Linked DNA regions of Bos taurus: region 1 is linked to region 2. Evidence: chromatin contacts called from public Hi-C data. All regions are on one chromosome and are shown on one strand. Each heading gives the region's core, a stretch centred on a gene start, on an enhancer-like site or on the middle of the called end of the contact. The rest is flanking DNA. Distances are from core to core; before and after follow the strand shown.

Region 1 (2,700 bases), core at 42-2,541, 300 kb after region 2:
CCCCCAGGAGTCTGCTTAAGGAAAGCAGCTCGGAGAGAAAAGAGAGCAGTGATGGAGCAGGCGGCTGAGCACAGCTCCCGGGAGAGCATGTCCTTTCTGCCACGGTAGCAGACACGTGGAGACGGACACCACGCACCTCTGCATGGGCGGAGGGGACGGCGACTGCTAGAAACAACACTTCCTGGCAGAGGGTGGGAGGGACAGAGGCAATGGAGGCATGTCCAGGCTCTTTCTTTCCACATTTCCCCATGGCACTGAAGGGAAGGGGGTGAGGTGTGGACCCAAAAGGTAGCAAAAGCACGGTTGGTGTGGCCCCTCACCAGGACGGTCACCACCATGGGGGAGCTTGTAGGAGACGCACAGTTGGGTAACCCCAGAGCTGTGTGGATCAGAGTCTGCACTATCAAGCCCCCAGTGACTCATTAACATACATATTAGAGGTTCAGAGCCCCAGTGCAGAGGCAGAGAAAATGAGAGAAAGTGAAAGTGTTGGTCATTCAGTCATGTCCAAGTCTTTGCAAGTCCATGGACTGTAGCCCACCAGGCTCCTCTGTCCATGGAATTCTCCGGGCAAGAGTGGGTTGCCATTTCCTTCTCCAGGGGATCTTCCCAACTCAGGGATGGAACCTGGGTCTCCTGCATTGCAGGCAGAGTCTTTACTGTCTGAACCACCGGGGAAGCCCTATACACACTAGAGTTTCAGAGTCTAGGTGCTGTGGCAGAACAAACAGCCCTTTTTCAGTTCTTGCCTATGCCCACCCCTCTACCTCCCCTCGCTGCACCGGTGTGGTTTTTACACCCTTTGGCCTGGAGAGAGCGCCTCTCAATTGCTCCCGGGTGGGAGGAAACCGCCCGCCCCTCCCTGGCAGAGTTGACCTTGCACTGCTGAGATGCACCTGCCAGCTGCTCCTTGCCAGCACTGTGTTCCACGTGGAAGGCACAGCCCTCCACCCACGTGGAGGAGACAGACAAGACCCAGACAGTTAAGATCGTGGCAAATGGTGCAGGACAAGCAGGGTGTTATGACAGGGACAGGGTGTAGAGGGCGTTCCTTGAGATGAGTGTGCAAGGAAGGCTTCTCTGGAGAGGTGACACTTGTGCTGACACTTGAAGGATACAAGCATGGTTGTGTAAAGACTAGAGGATGAGGGTTAGAGGTAGAAATAATAGCAAGGCAAAGGAAAGGAACTGGCTTCTGGGGTTTGAGGAACAGAAAACAGGCCAGTGTGGCTGGAACAGCGAGGATCGCGGGGAGGATGGGAGGGGAGCAGGTCAGAGGTTCAGGCAAAAGTGAAAGCTGCTAGGTCACAGTGAGAAGTCAGAGCTTAGGATCTGACCCTCAGATGACAAGTGGTCGGAACCTCTTCAGTGAGGGAGTTGTAGGACCTGATGTAAGAGTTTGGAAGGACACTCTGGCTGTGGTGTGGAGAAAGGCAAGTGACAATGCAGTGACAAGGTGGGGGGTGGTGTAATGCTCTGATAGGGTGTAATATGGAGGTGGAAAAAAGCGGTCACCTCGGGACATATCCTGGAAGTAAAACCCAGCAGGCCTTGTGGACAGGTGGCTATGGAAGGAAGGAGAGACAGTGGCCACGACTCAGTCCTTGATCTGAGTGATCAGGTGGGTGGCGGTGGCAGGTACTGAGACGGGGAAGGTTTTAGACGGCTGAGAGGATGGAGCAGGATCAGAGGGCTTAGTGCCAGACATGTGTGAAACACCCACTAGACATTAGCACAGGGGGCCCAGCATTTCCATACGAGTCTGGAGCCAAAGGCAAAATCAGTGGGGAGAGTGCTTTTGGGGGCTCGGAGGTGATGGTGCATAGAGAGCAGAAGTCTGGTAAATTATTCCAGATTAACCGAGTCTAAACAGACATGACGACTAAATGTAACACTTGGATCTGAGATCAAAAAGAAAAGCTATAAATACATTGGGAAGAAACTTTACTGGTGGTCCATTGGCTTAGACTCCAAGTTCCCAATGCAGGGGACCTGGGTTCAACCCCTGGTCAGGGAACTAGATCCCACATGTCGCAATGGAGACTGAAGATCCTGGGTGCCACAACTAAGACCCAGCACAGCGAAACAAATTAAAAGAGAAGCAGCAGGCTTCATTGCAAGAAAAAAATAAATATGGAGTTTACGTTAGACACCCACGGCTGATGACTGTTGTGGTTATGGAGGAGGGTCTGAGGGAGGGTCAAGTGTTTAAGAATGAAGTGTCATAATGTCAGCAACTAGCTCTCAAACAGACAAGCCCCCCAGGCCCCCAAAAGTGTGTGCACAGAGACACGCAGATGCAGAGAAGGAAAACTGCCAACACGTTCACAATTGGTGAATGCAGGGCGCCGGATCTATGGGTTCTCACTGTACTGTTCGCTCACAACTTTGCAGAAAGTGGGAGGACAAGCACGTTTGCGGGTCTCTGTGAAGTCAATGTGATTGGCCCTCTGTTCTCGCATCTTCTGCGGGGCGCCCTGAGCTCTCAGAGGTTTTCAAAACTGGGTCGCAGATGAAGAACTCTTGCAATGAGAAACCCTCTACATGAGATTCTGTTTTGGCCCTGACGCATGGAGCCCGCCCTGCTCCCCATGGGTCCTCGCAGGCCTCTCTGCGGGAAAGCAGTCACGGCTCACTGGCCACCAAGAATGTTCCCTGACCGGGGCCTGAGCACCCAGGCAACCAAGTTCTATGGGAGAC
Region 2 (2,700 bases), core at 145-2,644:
GATGGAATTATGAACCCTACTTCTCAGTGTGTCCCCAGGGGGTTAGGTCTCCAGAATGATAGATGTTGGTGCTCCTAGGCAGTCAGGACCATCTCCCCAAAGATGCCCAGGTCTTAAGCAGGCAGAGGACTGGAGGGACCCAGAGGGGCCGTGGGACAGAAAAGACCTGTGAAGATGGATATCGGATGATGTCTTACACTGCTTGAGGTGCTTGAGAAAGTGTGAACCCCAAAAGGTACACATGGAAGCTCAGGGTCGGAAACTGGGATGGTCAAAGAGACGACCGTTTTGCTTCTTGAACCCCTGAAACGTAGAATTAACAGAAGCCAAGATGAGAATGAATTACTGCTGGGGGCAGGGGGCCAGATCATCAGGTAGGTATGATGGTGTATTGAAAGTATCATCATGGGCTGATTCATATCAGAGTGCTGATAATTTTTGCTTCATTTTTATTTTCTGTCTGGATGAAAAACTCCCTGTTTTTGTATTGTGGCAGAACAAACAGAATTGTACCATTCACAATTTGTGTAAATCATGCTGTGTATTTTTGTATGGCTCTGGCATGTTTCTGTCTGTTACGGCTTTCTTTCCTTTTGAAAGGTCTGGAGGAATGTACTCTTTACCTCACCCCTAAATTAGTTTGGTGCAGTGTTTATTTTTAAAAAGTCTTTATTGAATTATTTACAATATTCAAATTTACAACATTTACACTGTTGCTTCTGCTTTTTGTGTTTTATGTACATTTACAATATTTACACATTTACAATATTGATTCTGCTTTTTTATGTTTTGGTTTGGTGTTCTGGCTGGGAGGCATGTGGTATCTTAGCTCCCCAACTGGGGGTCGAACCCACAGCCTCTGCATTGGAAGGCAAAGGGAAGTCCCTGGTGCTGTTTCTAGTGGGGACAGCATGATCATCATGAGACCCTGGGGGGGATGGGGGATGGTGCCTCCTGTAGCTCTCTCTCAGGTGCATGGTGCTTGGTGGGTTGACTGTGAAGGCTGCAAAGACCACACTGTCTTTATGTATAGGAGCAACTGGCTGGACTCTGCAAGGCTGCAGTGCCCTGAGGAAACCCGAGATCGCCTTCCAGGGAGAAGGAAGCATGCTCATTGGCTTAATAAATACCTTGGCATTGCACTGCCCTTGGTTTTCCGGAGTTCTCATTCCTGGACCCAACTTTCCCAGGATGGTTGGAATATGGAGAAAGAGAAAAAACAAAACAACCCACAACAGCCCAATACCCTGGCTGTAGCCCATGTGGATTCTGCCTGCCAGTTCTCCCAGAGCAGATTCCCCACCCAAATAACAGACTGCTGGATCTGGAGGACTCCGTGTGTGTGTGTGTGTGTGTGCAGGCCTGAGCGTGGCAGGCCCAGGAGAAGTGGGAGGGTGTAACAGGAAGGCAAGCTGCACGGCTGGCTCCCGCTGTGTTGACTTAGCGAGTCTGGCTGCAAAGCCAAGGCCTTTGGAAAAGCACGGCCTCCCAGTTTCCGGCAGTTTCTGTGGAGCTGGTTCCAGGACTCAGATCTTGCAGGTGTTGATGGGCAGGAGGAGAGTTCAACTGGGTCCCAGGGCACCAAGGCTGAGAGGGTCCCACCAGGATGTGTCCTCACTCAGGGCCTGGGGAGTAAAGCACAGCCACAGTTTCAGGAGAGGGCATTTCTCTGCATCTTAACAGGGTTCTGCAGTCCTCCCGCTTTGAGTCAGAGAGAGAAGTTTCCCCAGGAGGCATGCTCCCACTTTCTGCCATTGCAAGGTACAATTGGCTTTCCTTTTCTTCTCCCCCCACACCTTTTCCGGTGAGGTGATTGTGATTTCAAAAGCCATTTCCTCTGACAGCTTCTTGTGAGCTGTTGAACAAATGTGGCAGATAGACCTTAGAGCCATGTGTTTGGCAACTCAAGGCAGGCGCCTCAATCTCTGCTGGCTGCCGCCTGTAGCCTTACCCTGTTCCTCCAGCAGGTGGCAGTACAGACCCACCCACTTGGTGTGTGCTGTGCGAGCCGCCGGGAGGGCGAGGGGCCCTGGAGGAGCCGCTCAGCGGGCTCAGGGTTACCTTACTGTTAGTGGGCTTCCTGCTGATTAGCAGTCTCACCTGTGACTTCACAGGCAGGATTTACTCCTGATTTGATAGAGGAGTTTTCTCAGAAAAGATTATTGTGAAATTTAGGGTGAGAGTCATCATCACCCACCCAGGCCCCCCTACACCAACACCCACCCCAGAGCCTGGCACATAGTAAGCGCTTAATATACGCTTTCTGACTTCAACCAAAGTGTGCGTACGCACGCAGGAAAGTCAAATGCATCGTGCTACATCCCTCTGCCAGATGACACCTTTGGTGGTTTTTCTTAACAAAGCTTATAATTCTCGTTTTACGGAAAGAGACACTGAGGCTCAGGGAGGTTAAGAGAACTGGCCAAAAGTCACAAAGAGGAGAGATCGTGACGCAAGTCATCTGACTCCCTAGTTTTCAGGCTTGTATGCTTGCTCTACTGGGATGAGAAACATCTAGATTTAGCAACAGCTTAGGCTTCTCAGGTGAAGCAATGGCACCCCACTCCAGTACTCTTGCCTGGAAAATCCCATGGACGGAGGAGCCTGGTGGGCTGCAGTCCATGGGGTCGCTAAGAGTCAGACATGACTGAGGGACTTCACTTTCACTTTTCACTTTCATGCCTTGGAGAAGGAAATGGC

The links. A called contact is a pair of places that touch in the nucleus more often than the background predicts.
Region 1: a Hi-C map of liver shows a contact between it and region 2, with 3 times the contacts expected there. The contact joins two enhancer-like sites. A contact is called at or near these places in 2 of 11 Hi-C or Micro-C datasets (liver and skeletal muscle).

The regions. Positions count from the first base shown.
Region 1 is chr19:18,561,775-18,564,474 of ARS-UCD2.0, forward strand. The region is part of intron 3 of RAB11FIP4 (RAB11 family interacting protein 4); the gene reads right to left. Among named protein-coding and RNA genes, the nearest start is that of RAB11FIP4, 40 kb to the right of the region's middle. Within about 2 kb of position 1,292, at least 11 of the 102 cell types and tissues checked have an H3K27ac peak or open chromatin away from gene starts, as enhancers often do. A contact at or near this core is called in liver, where this site is marked.
Region 2 is chr19:18,264,832-18,267,531 of ARS-UCD2.0, forward strand. No RefSeq gene overlaps it. Among named protein-coding and RNA genes, the nearest start is that of COPRS, 10 kb to the left of the region's middle. Within about 2 kb of position 1,395, at least 35 of the 102 cell types and tissues checked have an H3K27ac peak or open chromatin away from gene starts, as enhancers often do. A contact at or near this core is called in liver, where this site is marked.